2 separate regions of the Canis lupus genome follow, and region 1 is linked to region 2. The links are chromatin contacts, called in public Hi-C maps. All regions are on one chromosome and are shown on one strand. The core of a region is the stretch at or near the end of the contact, and the rest is flanking DNA. Distances in the headings are between cores, read along the strand shown. Region 1 holds the start of LOC102155548 (a long non-coding RNA gene). Region 2 overlaps PHC2 (polyhomeotic-like protein 2).

The links. A called contact is a pair of places that touch in the nucleus more often than the background predicts.
Region 1: a Hi-C map of blood shows a contact between it and region 2, with 5 times the contacts expected there. The contact joins two enhancer-like sites. A contact is called at or near these places in 5 of 9 Hi-C or Micro-C datasets (amygdala, blood, liver and 1 more).

What each region holds. Positions count from the first base shown.
Region 1 is chr2:67,526,840-67,533,934 of UU_Cfam_GSD_1.0, forward strand. A3GALT2 (alpha-1,3-galactosyltransferase 2) reads left to right here. Exons shown (of 5, transcript XM_038531159.1): 5 at 1-1,177. The coding sequence ends at 665. It overlaps ZNF362 (zinc finger protein 362), which reads right to left. Exons shown (of 8, transcript XM_038531166.1): 8 at 5,142-6,740. The coding sequence ends at 6,624. LOC102155548 (a long non-coding RNA gene) reads right to left here and starts at 98. Exons shown (of 3, transcript XR_005355874.1): 1 at 1-98. Within about 2 kb of position 3,697, at least 11 of the 20 cell types and tissues checked have an H3K27ac peak or open chromatin away from gene starts, as enhancers often do.
Region 2 is chr2:67,458,081-67,464,739 of UU_Cfam_GSD_1.0, forward strand. It overlaps PHC2 (polyhomeotic-like protein 2), which reads left to right. Exons shown (of 15, transcript XM_038531150.1): 7 at 309-621. Among named protein-coding and RNA genes, the nearest start is that of A3GALT2, 46 kb to the right of the region's middle. Within about 2 kb of position 3,316, at least 5 of the 20 cell types and tissues checked have an H3K27ac peak or open chromatin away from gene starts, as enhancers often do.

The DNA.
Region 1 (7,095 bases), core at 2,447-4,946, 69 kb after region 2:
GCTTCCTGGAGACGGCCGAGCAGCACTTCATGGTGGGCCAGCGCGTGGTGTACTACGTGTTCACCGAGCTCCCGGCCGCCGTGCCCCGCGTGGCGCTGGGCCCCGGCCGCGGGCTGCGCGTGGAGCGCGTGGTCCGCGAGCGGCGCTGGCAGGACGTGTCCATGCAGCGCATGCGCACGCTGCACGAGGCGCTGCACGGCCGGCTGGGCCGCGAGGCGCACTTCGTGTTCTGCATGGACGTGGACCAGCACTTCCGCAGCTCCTTCGGGCCCGAGGCGCTGGCCGAGTCGGTGGCGCAGCTGCACGCCTGGCACTACCACAGGCCGCGGTGGCTGCTGCCCTACGAGCGGGACGCGCGCTCGGCCGCCGCGGTGGCGCCGGGCGAGGGCGACTTCTACTACCACGCGGCGGTGTTCGGGGGCAGCGTGGCGGCGCTGCGCGGGCTGACGGGGCACTGCGCGCGGGCCCTGCAGCGGGACCGCGAGCGCGGCCTGGAGGCGCGCTGGCACGACGAGAGCCACCTCAACAAGTTCTTCTGGTTGCACAAGCCCGCCAAGGTGCTGTCCCCCGAGTTCTGCTGGAGCCCCGACATCGGCTGGCGGGCCGAGATCCGTCGGCCGCGCCTGCTGTGGGCGCCCAAGGAGTACGCCCTGGTGCGCGACTAGGCCCTGCTGGGGCCCCTGCCGCCCCAGCCAGAGCTTGGACGGAAACGGCCCCAACGTTGCGGCCTGTGCCTTTGGGGCCCTTCTCGCCGGGAGGGAAAGATCCCCTTTCAACAGCGACCGGTGTAGCAGGACGGCGGGGCGCCTCTGCCAGGCTGCTGATAGACCTTTCACAGCTCTAGCCCTACTGGATTCGGCCGATGCCTCCTGAAGAGCTGTTTTAACCCCCATCACGCACCGACACCCCTTCTTAGTAAGGAGACTGAGGCACAAAAGGAAACAAAACTACCTAAGGACACAGAGAATCTACGAGTCGGTCTGGGCAGCAGCAGCAGAGCCAGGGCTGGCCTTCACTCTGAAAACAGAGTAGCTTCTGGGCAAACAGGAGAACGCCTCTGCTGCAGGAGAAACTTGGTGGCATCTGAGTCCTTGGCTTTGCCCTTCCATCTCCCTCGACCCTCAAGCATAGTTTGTAGATATTTAAGTAATATTGTAATAAAACTATTCCAAAAGTGTCCCTATGGCCCTTTCTCCCAGGCAATGTCCACAAAAAGGACATGTCCTTGACGTGGGGCTCTTAGGGCTGTCTGGGAGGTAAGTTTCCTTACCTGTGGCTGCTATTCAGAGTCTTCATCAAGTGGGGATAAACACAGGCTCTGAACAGGAGGGAAATCATCAGGCCTTCCATGAACGGTGGTCACAGTGCCAAAGAGACAGCAGGCAGCAGCTGGAGGCCCCTGGGCTGTCCTCTGACAGTTGGGACTGCTGAGGCCTTGGGAGAGTGAGGTTTCACCCCAGGTCCCCTGAATCCTTTGTGTAGTGTTCTCACAGTCCTTGCGTTTTTAATAGCCTCCACAGTTCCTTCAAAAGACAGCAATTTTGGCATAAATCAACCCTGATGGTTTTTACAATCTGATCATTTTTACAACCAGATTCTACTTATTGATGATGTGAAATAAGAGATCTCTCTACTCTCAAAAACAGTTTGAAGTTCCCCAGCGCCTCCTGCCCAAACAAGATTTAGCAAACCTTAGAAGGCCATTTGGACTCTGGATTAGAGGTAAGAACAGGCTAGGTGTGCCTAAGAACAGATTATTGCTTGATGATTTGGGGCTGGCACATCCCTTCCTCTGGTGGGAAATTGTCCTCCACCTTACCCTGCAATATTCACCAAGAGCTACCCACACCAACCTTCATCACCCGGGGCCATGAGAGACCTGAGCTTGAGCTAATAAGATCTGGGTGGGAATCTGTTCCTCTTCTAACTCTGCGAGTGACTCTGGCCAAATCCCTTACTTTTGCTGACTGTTGTTTCTCGTATGTAAAGTGGGGATGCCGATCAACCTCCTTGCGGAGGTTGGGGTGCTCCAGAAAATGTGACTTGCCTTCTCCCTCTCCTTGCTTGCCCCTTCTCCAGCAAGTTCATGGAGTGCAAAGGCTTTGCCAAAAAGAACAGCCATTTCCTGTCTTAAAGAGGAAATAATGGCACAGTCAGTGGTTTCCAGGTGCTAGGCTGGGGCAGCTCCACACTGTGGGTGGAGACCTTCCTGAGGAGGGGGAAGGGTCAAAGAAGCTGTGGTATGGAACAGATGACTTCTTGGGAGTGTCTCCCTCCTTTGTCTTACCCAGAGGCCCTCAGTGTGTATGTGTGGTGCATTAGAGGGAATAACAAGCAGGGATAAGCTTTTTCTGTCGCCACTTCCAACAGTGTCACTGTCAATCAACACTGTTAGAATCTGATCATCTTTACAAGCAAATTCTACTTATTAAGATCTGCTCTCAAAAACAGTTTGAAGTTCCCCAGTGCCTCCTGCCCTAACTAGATTAGCAAACCTCAGAAGGCCATTTGGACTCTAGATTAGAGATAAGAACAGGCTAGGTGTGCCTAAGAACAGGTTATTGCTTGATAACTTGGGGCTGGCACACCTATGCTGGTACCCTCAGGGCCAATCAAAGCTCCTGAGAACTTCCAGGCAAGCAGGTGAAAACTGGACTCCCAGTCCTCAGAGTATCACTGCCACATGTAAAATCTTCACCTGCCCCTGCTGCCCACCCTGCCAGGCCAGCTCAGATGCCACCCCCAGAAACTGCCAAACATCATCAGCTGTCGGTCATAAGGGACTTAGGTTGACCAGGGCCATGTCAAATAGTAATAGTCATAATTACATTTACTGGTACTTAATACCTACCGGGCACATAATGTTCTAAGCATTAGACATATATTGACTCTTTGAATCCTCACATCCACTTTACAAATTGGTTACTATTATTTTTTTTTTTTACGTATTTTTTTAATTTTTATTTATTTATGATAGTCACACAGAGAGAGAGAGAGAGGCAGAGACACAGGCAGAGGGAGAAACAGGCTCCACGCACCGGGAGCCTGATGTGGGATTCGATCCCGGGTCTCCAGGATCGCGCCCTGGGCCAAAGGCAGGCGCTAAACCGCTGCGCCACCCAGGGATCCCTTGGTTACTATTATTGCCCTCATTTTACATATAAGAAAATCAGGCATAGAGAGGTTACATAAGTTGCTCAATGTCACACCACCGGCAACTTAAAACTCATTGATGTGAGAACGAGCAAGGAAATTAAACCTGGCCAGAAGCTGGAGTCGGGAACTGAGTCTTGACACCGGCTCTCGGTCTCCTCTGTCCATCTCTGCTTCTGTCTGACTCTGTCCTGCTTGTGTCTGGCCCAACACACATCCCCAACCCCCGGACCGCAGGGTCTTCCAGTTCAGGAGTCCACCATCTCCTAACTTATTCCTAATCCGTGGGCTGGCGAAGCTGGTTGGAGAGTCAGCTAGTGCTGTCCTGCAACTGGCTCCAGGAGAAAGAAAGCCCCCATTTGTAGCCCTCCCGAGTTTGTGTTGTATAAACCCCAGCACGGCTGATGTCAAACGACAACATTCACTGAATGTGGAGCTGGGAAGAGGCGTGCATCGAGCACCCCCAACCAGGTCGGCCTGGACACTGCACTGGCGCCATCGCTACGCCTGGTCTCAGCGCCGCAGGCGCAGTCACGTGTCCACTGCTGGCCAATCAGGTGTGGCTGGGGTCGGGTCATGTGACGCAAACATGGCTGCCGGAGCCCGCCCCTTCCCGGCGCCGCCGGCTAGGGGAGGTCAGTATCAGAGACGGCAGTGAGGCCTGTGAAATTACCCAAGTTGTGATCCTGGCTATTCCACACCCTTTCCCCCTGCCGATGTGAACACGTCTGGTTTCCTTTTGGGGAGATGTACTGCAGATTGGGGTTTCACCCTCTGCTCCCGGCTTGGAGCGCGGGCTCCAGGTCTGAGCTGATCACGTACAGACTTTGCAGTCACAGTGATTGGCTCGGGGATGGTACCTAACCCCGTCCCAACCAGAAGACCCGATTAGACTACCTGGGGCTTCTGGGAGAGAGACAAAGGCTTGACTGCTGGAAATCTGGGACCTGTGAGGCCGGAGCTGCTGACCGCACAGGAGCCCGAGGATGAAAGCGACTCCGAGAACAAAGCCAAGAGGCGAGCTGGAGACCCCTCTGAGCCCTGAGGCTGGCCTGACCCCTGCACCTGCACCATCCTGTAAGGTGGATGGATTGGGCTCTTCGTCACCCGCAGCCAAGCCTTGCCACACAAGGCCTGGGAGGGCTCCGGGTGAATTCCCGAAGGTGAGCTCCGGGGTGACTCTTGGTAGAATCACTTCTGGCTCTCCAAGGATGCCCCCAGCAAAGGACCAGCCTTGATAAGCCTTGGGGGAATTAATTCCTGCATTTCCCCCTCAGGCAGTCAAAACATGGACCCACATGGGGAGAATGTATGTGAAGGGGGACTTCTTGGCTCCCTCAGTCCCTGGAATTGCTTCCACAAGTCAGGGCACTCATAGTGGACCCTGGAGACGGGCAAGATAGGCATGTGGCTGCCCCTCTGGGAGCGGGGGCTGTGAACCTCACTGGTGGACCCCATACATCCCCAAAGGCTTCATTCAGCATGAGACAAGCCTGGGTGAAGTTTGTGTACCTGCCACTTGATTCCACCACGATCCTCAGCAAAAAAAAAAAAAAAAAAAAAAATCCCTCGTGGTTGGCTGCCCCCTCCTAGGGGGCTGTAGGGTGACCAACACCAAGCACTCGGCTCAGCAGCTGGGGTGAGGCCAGCCCACAGTACAAGGCCATTTCCCTTGGTCCCCAGGTCTGGGGGGCGGGGGAGGGGAGAGGAGCATGGAAAGGTGCCCCCCAGCCCCGCCCTCGCACAGAGCACGCCACACACCGCCGCCACCCAGGTGCGGGTACAGTTTATTCTTCACAACAGAGAAATACAAAGAGCAGAGGGTTTGGAATTCCTTTGTTTCTTGCCCCATTTAGTGTCTTCCCCCACATTCGAGTTTGTTGCCCCCCACCCCTTTTCTTAAATCTAATGCAAACTTGTTTCCTGAAGCATTGAGGGGCACCTGCCCTCACCTCCCTGCCACCAAGATGCAGACTGAGAAGCCAACAGACTGTTTTCTCTTTTTTAATAAGGTAACTAGTTCTAAATATGGTGGCCTGGAGGTCCCATAGAAAAAAGCAAATGGGGTGTTAACAGTATGTAGAACAGCGTATTTACAGGGTAGTAACATGCGGACAAAAAGCTACAATACTGAGTTATCAGACGACGCAAGTCAAACAAAGGGGTGGGGGTAGGGGCAGAGAACCCCATGGGAAAAAAATACCCCAGGAAACGTTAAACTGGTAAATCAATGGCGAGTTAAGGCTTAAAAAGTGTATAAAAATAACACAGTTAATATTCAAAACGGAACTCCAGATACAGAATATATAGATGAGTTTCTGTCTAGTTTTCTTTTTTTTTTTTTTTTTCCCGGGGGATGAAGGGGGGCTTCTCCGGGCTCTGTACATAGTTCCTATATACACGGACACGCATGGCTTTCAGATTGGGGTGTGTCTGTGGGGGGCTGAGGGCAGGGTCTGCTCCTGGGACCCTCCTCCCCGAGGATCCCTTCCCTGCTGAGGGGCCTAGGGCCTGGACTGGGGGTTCCCCCTCCATGACAGGGAAGACAAAACCCCTCCCTGGGCACTGCCCCATCTGGAGGAAATTCTGGAGGGGAGGGGTCCTAAGCCCAGGCCCACTCCCTCCCCACCCCCGCTGCCCACAGTCTGGATGGTGGGAGAGGTAGCCAATAGGTTTCCTGGCCAGCACCGAGGTAGACTGGGGTGGTCTTCAGGGCAGTGGAGGGCCAGGTCTTACCCAGCCCACCCTCACCCCATTTCCCTGGGCCTGCGCCCAGCCCAGCCCAACGCTGCACCCTTTGGTCCTGCGGATCTCTCAGCCCCTCTCCCATTTTGCCTCCTGAAGCCTCGACAGCCCTGGTAGCTGCCGCATCCCTCTGCTCAGTAATGCCCAGGGCGTAGCTCGAGAGGTGTGAGCTGGACACCTAGGGGTGAGTGGCTCACTCCAGCTGCCTTCTGTCCCCTCCCACCTGGGGGTCCCCTTTGCAGTCCAGAAACCCAGGCCTGAGCCTTCCCTCAAGACCTGAGGCTGTGGCAAGAGAAGGTCCCACGCTGCCCTCTGTTCTCTGTGTCCATCTGTCCGATTCTTTTAATTTCTCGGTCTTAGCAGCACCAACTTCTTGGCCAATAAATATCTTTTCTGTTATTTCCAAAACAAACTTAAAAAAAAAAAACAAAACAAAACAGTGAAGCAAGTGGAGGGTGGGGAACAAAAAGAAACCCAACAGAGAGGTTCAAAGTGCTCTGAGATCGTCTTTGGATGCCACCAAAACAGTCCAGAATCTTGCAGTTGGCCTGGCCGCCCCCGGAGCTGGACCGGACAGGGCTTCTGCAGCCCAGGCTTTCTGGAAGGTCAGGAAGGTCATGAGAGAGCTCGGCTGTTCCTGGAGGGCCCCTGGAGGAAGTTGGGGCCTGGTGCTGCCTGGGTCTGTGTCTGCCAGTGGGCAGGGTGGGGCGGCGCCTTGGGTCGGCTCAGATGAGGGAAATTCGCACCGGGATGCCGGGGGACTCCGTCCTCTGGGGCGAGTGGTGGCTCACCAGGTGCTCCACCACTGTATGTTTGGACATGTGCTTCATCAGGTAGGTCTCCTGCGGGCAGGGGTGAGATTCAGAACACGGAACCAACCAACCAACCACTGGCAAGAGATGCGGGGGGCGCAGGGGCTGCAGTTCCCACAAGTGGCCACTGGAGGGCTCCTTGGTAGGTGGGCCAGCTAATGGGGAGCAGCCCTGGCTCTAGGGCATCAGAGGGCAATGGGCATTAGGTCTGGTGATGCTGCATCGCTGCCAGGGGTGAATGCTGTTCACTTACCAATCTCTGGGCCCACAGCATGCCAGCCGGAGAGCTGGCAGGCACCGGCTTGTCCCTCGGCAGCACCCACCTGGACTTCCCTAGGCCCAGGCCAACAGGCTATAGCGGGGCATGCTGGCCAAACCTCAGCCT
Region 2 (6,659 bases), core at 2,066-4,565:
TGGGGGAGGAGAGGAGGTAATGGGAGAGAGTGCCCACCCCAGCCTGGGCAGTCATCCCTTCTCAGAATTCAATTTCTTCTGCTCACGGATCCAATCACTAGCACTCTTTCTTGTCCCCTTTAGAAACTACTGCTCCTGGTTCCTCTTTCAACCCCTAACTCGTTTTCTCTCTTTCTCTCTGATTTTGCAACCCACTGTCCTATTTAAGCCATTCCTAGGTCCATCCCTGACTCCTTCCCCGTCTTAGCTGTGTGATGCCATTACTCCTACCCACATTCTTGGGACTCCCATAGACCCCTCTTTTCCAGGTACAGAACTTGACCCTCCGAACACAGCAGACACCAACTGCAGCAGCCTCGGGCCCTTCCCCCACTCAGCCTGTCCTGCCCAGCTTGGCCCTGAAACCCACGCCAAGTGGTAGCCAGCCTCTGCCTACCCCATCACAGGGCAGAAACACCGCTCAGGGTTCCCCCGCAGGTGCCAAGCCTGGCATAACTGACAGTGTGATGGAGCCACTCAAGAAAGGAGATGGTAACAGCAGTGTGCCGGGGAGCATGGAAGGCCGGGCTGGGCTCAGCCGGATGGTACCTGCTGTGGCCACCCACCCCCTCGTTGCTCCAGGTAAGGGCTCCAGGAACAAGGATCGTATCCCAGAAAACTCAGGACTAGGGGGAGGAGGAAGCTTTCAAACTTTCCTTTTTCCCACAGACATACTAAGATACTAGCCCTGCATCTCTTTTCCCTCTTCCAATCTTGAGAAGTTCATCAGCTCCTGGTTCTGCATCATGCCTCCATGTAGCTTTAGAGGAGGAAGCCACAACATTTGGAATAAACTAGTCCTTTGTGATGGGCGCAGTGGTGAATCATAGCTCTTAGCCATGAGAGAGTGGTGGTTGGCAGTTGGACTACTTTGAAATACTTGAAGGGTCAGTTACAGGGATGGGGACAAGCCAGGTGCAAACAAGAACCACACAGGGAGTTGAAGTGGGAAGTTGATTTTATCATCATTCAACAGACATCTGTTGACTAATATATGACAGTTATGTTGCCAGTTTTAGATGCACAGAGATGAATGAGACTTAGGCTCTGCTCTCTGGGAAGGGTACCGGCTGGGAAGACAAGTACTATGAGGTGCAGTGTGATCAGTGCTCTCATATATGTGAGCTCTGAGCATGGCAGGAGCTATCCAGCTCTGGGGAAGGGAGCCAAAAGGCTTGCCAATGAGGGTATCACTTCAGGAAAAAATTTAGCAGATTAAAAAATATATAATAATCAGATTACTTATGAAAAAGATTCTGTGATGGGGCTGAGTCAGCATTCCCAGAAGCTGGATCTCTTTCCCTGTCTGCTAGCATGTCCCAGTATTGCCTTTTCTAAGCAGTCTTTTCTCAGAAAAGCCTTAGAAGCCAGCTTATCAGTCTAGGGAATAAGACCATGCTGTTAGACCATAGAAGTAAATATAATAGCGATAGACTACATGGCTTTGCATTAAAGAGAAAATCAGGGGTACCTGGTGGCTCAGTGGTTGAACATCTGCCTTCAGCTCAGGCTGTGATCCCAGGGTCCTAGGATAAGTCCCACATCAGGCTCCCTGCAGGGAGCCTGCTTCTCCCTCTGCCTATGTCTCTGCCTCTTTCTGTGTGTCTCTCATGAATAAATAAATTTAAAAGAGAGAGAGAGAGAATCACCCTGGTCACATCCTTGAGACAACCACTCACCTTCTGTCCTCATCCAGACCATTTTGCTATCCAGTCTAACCTACATTTTTTTTTCTTGAGAGCTTGTGTATGCTGGTTACTAGATTAACCAACGGGGTCAAAATACAATTCCTTACCTAAATGTGCAGTCAAAAGGAGGGAGCCAGGTATATAAGCAAATCCATTCAATTTCATAAATTCTATTACAGAAGTAAGTTCAAGGTAAGTGTGGACACACCCAACTCAGTGCCAGGAGGAGGGGTCAGAGATACTGTCCCTCAGAGGAAATGGCATGTGAGTCTCAAAGCAGGAGTAGTTTACCCAACAACAGACAAAGTAGGGGAAGATATTCAAGATAGAGGAAAGTACAGGTCAAGTGTCACGACTGAGCAATGAAGAATCTGAGCCACAATCCTTTATTTACTTTCTTGAGGTTTCGAGGACAAAGGATTGGTGATTCTCTGCCTTTGGACAGTCACTGCTGGGCTGAGGAAGGCAGCTCCCTACAAGTCACTTAGCACTTCTCCCTTCTCATTCAAGCTACAAACCCTACAAACCCTACTTCCTGAGAACCATACGCACCCAAGCCAAAATGTAGCCTCTCCCCAGATCCAACCCAGCCCCCCAGGTTCTAAGGACTCTTCAAAAGAAAGACCCGTTCTTGAATTCTTCCTAAATGTGCTAGGCAATCCTGGGGTCTTGAGAAAACAGGGCGCTATTAAAACAGCTGTTGTAAACTAGACCATATGCTAGGCATTTTTATGCATACCACCCCTTTTTGCCTTGGAAAGAACCCTATAAGGTAGGTGTGTTTATCCATTTTGCAGAGGAGAAGACGAAAGCTCAGAGAGGTTATCCAAGAACTTGCTACATGTGTCGCTCAAGGTCACATAAGTCGTAAGAGGCAGAAGTGGGAACCAGGTCCATGCCCCACTGAGTCAGATTCTGTGTCCTTAGCCATTAAACCATATTTGCCGCTCTCAATTCTTGCAGTAATGTGGGTCTTTCCTAGGCCATTCCTGTTCATGACCCAAAAGTCAAAGAGCCTGATGGTTCTAAGTTCTGTAGTTTACAGAATCGAGTGGAAGGCTCTCTTCTCTTGAACTTTATGAAGGTGAACACCTGTGAGTTACAGGCTGAGGTCTGGGGCCCCTGGCATGGCCTGAAACTAGCAGTATGTGGCTATATGCAATACAGAGACAAGTGGTTCCACAGAACTTTCTGTGGGGCAGCTGTGGGCTGCATCTAGATCACACAAATCAGTGGGCTTTGCATGGTTCCTACCTCCTACCATCACCTCCCATTCTTCCTTACTTCTTCTACCCCTTCCTCTCTACAAGCCCAGTGATTCTACTCCCCAACCCCTAACCTCCCAGATGCAAGGCAATGGGGAGGGTCAGGAAGCTGCAGATCCTCTCAGGGCTCTGGAACAAAAAAAAGACAAATAATCTTTATGCCCTAGTGGGGGCAGCCTGGAGGAGCCCCTGCCCTGGGCTCCTGCGTCCTCAGGCAAAGGTAACTTCTGGCCTCCTGCCCAGCCAACCCACTGCAAATGAACAGAGATCAGAGCATGTGCGCATGTGCTTGTGTGTGTGTGTGTGTGTGCCTGTGCGCGAGAGCGCACGCGCGCACGCATGTGTGTGTGTGTGTGTGTGTGTGAGAGAGAGAGAGAGAGAGAGAGAGAGAGAGAGAGAGAGATTGAGAGAAAAAGAGAGAAGGGGGTGGCGGTTTTTGTTGGTTATTGAAGCATTTTCGAGCTGGCTGGCTCGTTGCCCCCAGGGAGAATAACCAGTGGAGACCTGCAGTGGGGCAGTGGGGGACCGTAGGGGAGAGAATGTGTCCCCCTGGGGGCCATGTCCTCCCAGAACAGGCAAATGCTGTAGTCCCAGCTGGGACTGCTCCCACTGACAGCTGTTTGGGGGCAAAGCCCCTCCCCCATGGCGAGCTCCCTGCTGTTCCTGCTCCTGTCACCTTGGCAACCAGCTTCTTTAGGATCTGCAAATAGAAAAGGTCCCTTATGCCCTGAAAAGGGGTGGGTTGGCAGGTGGGGGAGGGGAATAAGGGGCGGAGAGCAGAGCCTAAGAAGTTGGGCTTCTTGGAAATTCGAGGACAGAACCAAGGAGGGCAGGAGAGGCAGGCTGCAAGGTCCCATGGGCCAGGCCTCCAGGGAAACCAAGTCCTAAGGGAGCTGGCCCACAGCTCCCCACAAGAGGCTTGGTTCTTGGAGTCCTCATTCTAGGGGATAAACTCAGGGCCTTGGTGCACACTCAGGCCCAAAGGTGAGGAGAAAGTTGCTGACCAGGAGGTTGATGCTGTGAAAAAAAGGAAACTGTCAGGTTATTGAAAATTCTAGGCCCTTTCCACACAATTGTGCTCCAGATGCCAGGTCTTTGTTCTGCTTCCTCATCCCTCCTCAGGTCTCATCAGAGGAGAGAAAACTCTCTGCTGGAAAGGCCTGCCACATAGCAGCTTTGTTTTATTGCAGAGAGGGATTTGTGTCAGGGAATAGTGATTCCTGTCTGTGATAGGCCGGACAATGTGATGCTTGCTGATTCTAGGACTCTCGGGCACCACATTTCTCTCCCAGAGCAGCTTCCAAGCTGTGAGATAGACACTTTTACTTAGAGAATCCAATAAAAACAAAACATACAAATGGACTCGTTATCTCGCTAGAGTCAAGATTCCCAACAATTTTGATGTTAAAATTGTGCAACCAACCACGAAGTTCATTTCAACTATCACTGTAGGACCAAATTTAGATTCCTAAGAAGTTCCTCTTTATATTAGGGGGAAAAAGTCTACAGGATATCAGTGGAAGAGTTTGATATTTTGCTTAACACATCATAGGTGTGCACGTGTGTGTATGTGTGTGTGACAGAAACAGAGGAAGAGGATACAACTGTGATACACAAAGGGCCTTGGAAGTGTTGAGCCTTCTTTCCTGAAATCCTTCACCCTAGGCTCCTATTATATTACCTCTATGAGTCATTGCCAACTACCAGTTAATAATAATAATAACTACGAGTTAATGAACAGCCATGTCCCAGGCACTGTCCGAAATACCCACATATCTTACCTACGTATCTCATTTAATCCTGACAATTCCATTCCCCTAAATGAAGAAGATATGGCTCAGAAAGACTAATTAACTGTCATCCCCAAATAGTTTTTCTCTGTCTCTTTAATTGTTTAGTTCAGCTCAATAAATACTCATTTAGCACCTATTATGTGCCAAACATAATGCTAACCATATGGGAGTTACAGAGATGAACAAGAGTTTAAATTCTAATTGGGGTGTGGAAATCTGAGTTGTGCCTGAAAAATGAGTAAGTTTCAAGAACAGAACAGAAGGAGGATGATCTCAGCTGGCACTGGGAAGCACCTACGTCCAGAATGGCCACGTGTGCATGTGACCATCTGTGCGTGTAGGTGGGACCTGCTCCTCCCTCCTTTCCCTTTGCCCCCACTGCCATTAGCTGTGAGACTCCCAAAGACTCAGTCCTGTCCTCCTGGTGTTTTACTCCAACATTTACCCCCTAAAGGAGCTTGTCTGTTCTTCCATTTCAGACACCTACCACCTGTCTGCAGATGACATCTGAATATGGGCCCCTCCCTGTCTTCATTCCCCTTCCCTGTAGATTTCCTGTCTATAGGATATTCCCCTTGGATGTCACTCCACCACACACACATTTTTAAATTTTACAGAATTCATAAACAAAACAAAAACAAAAATCTGGATGTGTTCCTCTGAGGAAGAATCTCCGTTCCCAGTTTCCCAGCCACTGCCCACGGTCATGAACTAGCAACTCTTATACCCTAGGCTCACAGTCTCAGGGTTATTTTTATTTCATTTGCCTTTAGCACAGAAGCAGAGTGTTATAATGGGAAAAGCATGGGCTTCAGAGTTAGATCTGGTTTCAGACCCCAGCTTCCCTACTTACTAGTTTTATGACCATCATCAAGTTACTTAATCTCTGTAAACCTCAATTTCCTCACCTATAAAACTGAGATGATTGTACTTCCCACAGGCTATAAAGATGAGTGTGCTGGCCTGCAGAGGTGACCCGCACAGAGTAGGCTCTCCACAGCTCCCAGCTCCCTTTCCCTCCTTGGTCCCACCTTCCATCACTACCCAGCTCATCACCAGGCTCCGATGATACTTCCTCTGTGTTGGCTCCCTGCCTTCCTCGAGGCCTGCTGACTATAAGAGGCTTAACTGATGGCCAGGAATTCCCACTCACAGCTGCTAGAATCATCTTCCTCAGAGACTGTTATTTCTTTCCTTGTTGGGAAACCTTCCCTGTGTCTTTCTTTCCTACTTTATCAGTTGTAATGCCTAGCCTGTAGGAGGGACTCAATAAATAGTGTGTTCATGACTTCTGATAAGACTGACTCTGACTCTGTGGGGGGCCTGCAAAATCCTCCCCAAATTGCCCACTGAACCACTCGAATTGCTCATGGCTTCCTGGGACAGATCTGTCTCCTCTCCCCCACTCCTACCACTTTGTGACTTACTTGACCCATCGCATCCCTTTTACCTCCCTGCCTTCTGACAAAAACACTCCCTTTTCATTGTTCTTCCTCCAAGATCACCTGCAAAGGTCTGAAGAGCCTCCAACTAATATTCCAAGGCTTGCTATTTTACTTTGTGCTTATTGGCTTGTTTTATTCACTTGCCCATCAGCACTTTTGGGGTGTTTGTTACATGCAAGGCACTGTGTCTCATCTGTCAAGTAGAATCAATTTTCCCTTAACACACTGCATTGTAGAAGTCAATTGGAAACTACTCTCAGTTCTTGTTTATAAGATGGGAACACTGCCCATTTGCCTCATAAGCTTACTGTTATGAATAAATGAGATTCAAATTATAAAAATGCTTTGAGAAGTTCAAAGCAACATGCAAATAGCTGATAGTATTTTAAGAATAGCTTCATTTGATGAGCATCTACTAGGTATGTGCAA